Linked DNA regions of Mus musculus: region 1 is linked to region 2. The links are chromatin contacts, called in public Hi-C maps. All regions are on one chromosome and are shown on one strand. The core of a region is the stretch at or near the end of the contact, and the rest is flanking DNA. Distances in the headings are between cores, read along the strand shown.

Region 1 (2,700 bases), core at 172-2,671, 180 kb before region 2:
CATCATTCATTTGCAGTATCAGTAATTCTATTGCTGCATCAGTTAAAAAGAGATTTGGGGACTTCAGTCTTCCACTTGGACTTGGAATTTATTCATCTAAAGAGCACTGAATACATCTTAGTGAAAGAAAACTGTACTGTTTATAGAGAAACAAAAATGTAACAGAGCAACTGGGGTCCAACTAGCAAGTCCATCTGACAGGACAGGTTTCCTTCATAGGAGATGCTTAGTGGATCATTGTCGGATGAGACATTGTATGAGAGTCATAGACATAAGGCAAAAGCAGTGACTTGTAGAAATCGTATTAGAAAAATATCAGAACTGAGAGCAATGGCAGGTGTACACAGGAAACATTGGGCCTTGTACAGGAAGTGCAGGACCTCTCACAGGGTGCCAACCCTGGGAGCTGTGGAAGAGGGATGCAAAGTTATCAGATGTGAGTTGAAGTCTTCTTTATATAAAACTGCAGGATGTAATGAATTTGTTTTGTGTTGTTTGAACCTTTTCTTCCCTGATAGAACCAGAAAGCTGCATGAAAACTCATCAATTCTCTGCACTTCTGAGAATGTATGATCCCAGGAACACAGCTGAGCAACTGTAGTTACTCAAATCGGGAGGGGAAAGGGAGGGTGGGGGTGGAGAAGCTCCATGGGAAAAATGTAATAGTTTTAATGTCACTGCAAGACGTCTTGCTGATGTTTTAGCTACGGATTAAAAAGAAAAGAAAACTAGAAGAGAAAAGCGGAGGTTGTGTCCAGGATAAAATGAGTCATGGTTTAACGACTAAACAGAATCTCCAGATTATAGGAACACAAACGCACTCATGTCAAGATTTGTGGACCTGGACCCCCTGCACTCGACGATGGCTGCCCAATAGGCTTTCTTTTTTTACTAACAAACCAATTTTTGCTTTTCTTTTACTACAGTAATTGTTATTCTTGTAAAATGATCTTTGCAAAGTAGCATTTTCCTAGTCTTTGTAACCTCATATAAGAAAACACCCATATTTCTCTTGCCATTATCACAGAGGACGGCTGCCTCCCAACTTCAGAGAGAACAAAGTTATAGTCTTCTGAATACATGGGTGGTAGTTTGAACTTGACCTAACACAGTCAAGCTTACAAGTAGCCTAACTTCCAGAAAGAATGCCTGAGCTCAAGGTAGAGATGCTATATGGTGCTCTACTGTGGGGGTGGCATGAGTTTTCCAAAATATCTGGGAGGTAGGCAAGTCAAAGATGGCTGTAAGGACCAATCACTGTTTCTGATTTCGTATTTTCTATACATTAGTGAAAGAGTTAAACAACATGTTTGAAGGGAACGTTTAATAACAGAAGACATTTATGATGTTTACTCAATGTTCTGGACCATTAAGCATCAATGACATGAGTTATTGTATGTAATATCTGGCCAAAAATCTTCGACCAGGCTGCATTTTACAACTCTCAGGGCTGCCAGCATCCCAATTTAAAATAGCAATCTGTGGTCAGACCCTTGTTTTCTCAGAGGACTTTGGATTTGAAAGGATCTCGTGTTGCCAGAAAGTACCTTTTGAAGTTTACATTAAGATGGATATTTATTTATTTTTTGCCTATAACAATGACAGTGGTTGAGATAAACTGTTTAATTCTAAATAGAAAACACATCTGCTGTGTCTGCATTGTTTGTGGTTGCTGGAGGGGTGACAATTTAAACCAAGTAGCACACATGACATTTTAAGTGAGATGCCGCATGACGGCTCGCAGCTGCTAACGTTGTCCTCTTGTGCTCTGAGTGGCCCAGTGTGGGTGCCCGAGTCAAAGTTCCCCGTAAGTGAGCCTACTGTGCATGGGTAGCCAGTGCCTTCTGAGGACTCAACCCCATGGTTTCCCTAGTTACACTTACGTGTCAATTTATGCAAATAAACCAATATGTATTTTTTCACCCTTGTTTGCTGTTCGTTTGAACATATAGAATGTATAGATTCATCTGGAAAGTGGACATCTTTGTACCCTTAAATTCTTCTATAAATGTTCCTCATGCTTCATAAAAATTTCAAAAATATATTCACATAGTACTGTACAATTCTTGTTACACCTAGTGCCTATGTATTGAAAAAACAGCCATTTTGAATTGGCTGTAGCCTGTAATATGGACCTTCCTCCTTTTTTTCTTTTTTTGTATGAAGTGGAATTAGTGACTTGACTGTCAGTTTCTAACCAGTAGGCTGACTGAATCTCCTATTATGTTATGCTTTTCAGTTCATAGGGATAGAAGGGCTTGTGTAAGTTATGATAATGTTGCTTTCTATATTATAAATAAGATATGCATTTAGTTTTATTATTTTTCGGTCAATTATCTAATACTGTCAATGCACTATTTAAAATGATTGCAGTACTGGGTATTGTAATCAGTTTTCTGATGCCGTTACAATACTGAAGGTAGTCAACTTAGATTGGGTAAGATGTATCTTGACAGGATCCTTCTGCTTATATCACCCAACTCCATCACTCTGGGCCTTGGCCGATGCTGATCTTGAAGGTGAGGCCATGTACCGTGGTGGGCCATGCAATGGTTCAGGTCCTGGCAAGCCAGATGTGACCAACAGAGAGAAGAAGCAAGGCCACCTGGTTTCCATTGTCCCCTGTGAAGCCATACTCACAGTGAGCTAATCCTCCCAACACCACTCCTGACTGCGCAGGTTTCTACCACCTCCAATAGT
Region 2 (2,700 bases), core at 136-2,635:
ACAAGTCACAAAGCAGGGCCACTGTACATAGCAACAGTAGCCAGTCATAACAGGAGAGAACTACTAACAATTTCTTTTAAATAATTACATTCAAAGCCTGGCTCAAAAACTACAGCAATACTCTCATCAAAAGTACTTGAAGCTCTTTGGAAATAGCAGTGCTTTGTCTGATGAAACATCTCACAAGGACTTGATAGTGAAGTCAGAGATAGGTTTTAGGCCGTGTGAAGCAGTCAGAAATCTGAGCCCTCTCATTTTGTGTGTTTGAACTCACATCTCATTTTTCTGTATTTTCCTGCCGTCCTCAAGGGTACTATCGGAACTTCTGCTTCCTCATACACAGCATCCAGCACACACTTGATGACTAGGTGTTAATTTTGTTACCACTAAATGAATACATTTTAAAGCTGTGGGTTAAAAGATGCTAAACTGCTGTAGCAAACAGTGATGAAAACTGGCATAAGCCAGAAGCTGTGGAGATTCATTTCTTCTATATGCACTGTCCCAGGACCACTTCCCCCTCCATGTGAAAGTCTCTGTGACCTCCAGAAACGCAGCATCTTCTCCATCCAGTTGCCAGAAGCTGAAGATCAGAGAGGACTGATCTAGGGAGCACAGCGTTCATGGTGCTTCAGGGAAATGCTGAGAGAGGATGAGAGCTGAGATGTGGGTTATTTACCTGGCTATAAAGCAGAAGAAAGACTAGACCTGTGGAGGTCGCTGAAAGCCACAGTCACTCCCTCTTAAGCTACAGGAAGGAAAGAATGCTAAGTACTCTAAGTGCCCCAATAAATCTTAATATTAAAAGCTCATAGTAATTATGAAATAGTAAAACTACATATAGTGAAGTATGTTACACAGAAAAAAAAATTTTAAACCCACAAGTGTTGTCAGCTTCTAAGTGCAACAGACAGCTCGTCAGTCTCATACAAATCAAAGGCGTTATGAAAGTTAATCTATCTACTGGCTGGGTTACACTGTGGATTCAACGTCCACTACATTTGAGGATCAACAGAATAAGATGATATGCACTTTATATAACAATTGTACAATCTGTGATTCTACTGCTACACAGCGAAGCTAGAACGATTTTCTTGTTACGGGCATCTCTAATTTCTTTCTTTGGGGTTTGTGTGTGTGCCAGGGTATGCGTTTGTTTTCCTGGTTGTGTGGGTTTCCTTTTCATAGTTTTGCTGTCTCCATAAATAGATCAGGTGCACACGATTAGGTCTTTGTCTCCTCTCTATCACCAAAACTCCTTGTAGACAAAGCAAAACATGCCACAATCTTGGTCTAATTAAAGCCTGGCCAAATGAGTATGTACTAAGCAGTGTGCGCTCAGGTCAGCAGGCCACCCACCAAGCAAGTGGAAAAAGAAGATGCGGGTTATCCCACAGAGAACTGGATGCGCCTTCAGAGAAAACAGAAAATAGTGTATTTGGCCACTGTCAAGTACAAATAGTACTTCACATGGTGGCACGCAGGCCACATGTGTGCTGAATCTTGAGAGCATACTTGGAAAGAGAGAAATAGCAGTCTGACATCTGTAGGGCAGAGTGACCTTCCTCCACTGCCTTCCCCCCAATATTCCCAAAAGACTAATTCTAGGGAGAAAATGATAAAAATACATAGTCATTTAAGGATAATGACTGAAGTTTTCCAACTGAGTTTCTAAATATGTTTAAACAAAAAGGTTGTCTGGGTCTAAATGGATTTCAAAAGATGAAAAAACTTTAATCTCTTCTAATGCTCTAGACATATTTTCACTTAACAGAATTCCTCATTAGTTTTTAACTATTAGTTTAAATCTTGCCAACTGGAAGCAAGCAGAAACTTGCGGATGTGCGGCCGATAACTGATTCTCAAATGGGAGTTGGTAGGAAAAACTCAGAGCCTCCACGGAGATAATGAGACCAGGAATGTGGAGTTTGGGAAACTCCCCAAGCTGAGGCTGACTCCTCCACCCTATCCTTGTCTAGAGCCACTGCTGAGCTGTTACTTCACAGTGTGAGGGCAAACTGCTCTCCTGTGGACTAGCCAGAAAATAAAAACAGGGTACTTTCCCTTCTCCTTGGAAGTTATGAAGGAACAAGGAATGGTCATAGAAAAATAGTCAAAGACAGAAAATTGCTTCAAAAGGCATACATGTGAGGGAAATGAATGGTCCTTTCTTTTCCTTCAAATGTTTCCTGTTTTTTAAGGTTCTCACATATATGTGTGTGTATGTATATATGTGTGCATGTATATATGTGTGTATATGTATATATGTGTATATATATATATGTGTGTGTATATGAATATATATGTATGAATGTGTATATGTGTATACATGTGTATGTTTATATGTGTGTGTTTGTTTATATGTGTGCATATGTGAATATGTATATATGTATATATATGTATAAATGTATGTGTGTATGTGTATATATGTGTATGTACATATGTATATGTGTATGTAAGTGTGTAGATGTGTATATGTGTACATATATGTGCATATTTATATATGTATGTATACATGTGTATGTATATATGTATGTGTGTACGTATATGTATAAACGCGAATATGTATAGATGTATGTGTATATGTGTATGTATATGCAGCTATGTGTATGTGTTTATGTATATGTGTATATGTGAATATATATGTATGTGTGTATGTATATATGTGTATATATGTGTAGGTCTATAAGTGCATTTATG

Evidence for each region. Hi-C and Micro-C count contacts between places; a contact is called where the count stands out from the background.
Region 1: a contact with region 2 is called in a Hi-C map of uterus, with 7 times the contacts expected there. The contact joins two enhancer-like sites. A contact is called at or near these places in 2 of 484 Hi-C or Micro-C datasets (both in uterus) and 1 of 9 other capture datasets (embryonic stem cells).

The regions. Positions count from the first base shown.
Region 1 is chr10:23,051,637-23,054,336 of GRCm38.p6, reverse strand. No RefSeq gene overlaps it. Among named protein-coding and RNA genes, the nearest start is that of Gm35179, 50 kb to the right of the region's middle. Within about 2 kb of position 1,421, at least 3 of the 459 cell types and tissues checked have an H3K27ac peak or open chromatin away from gene starts, as enhancers often do. A contact at or near this core is called in uterus, where this site is marked.
Region 2 is chr10:22,874,591-22,877,290 of GRCm38.p6, reverse strand. No RefSeq gene overlaps it. Among named protein-coding and RNA genes, the nearest start is that of Gm46217, 23 kb to the right of the region's middle. Within about 2 kb of position 1,385, at least 25 of the 459 cell types and tissues checked have an H3K27ac peak or open chromatin away from gene starts, as enhancers often do. A contact at or near this core is called in uterus, where this site is marked.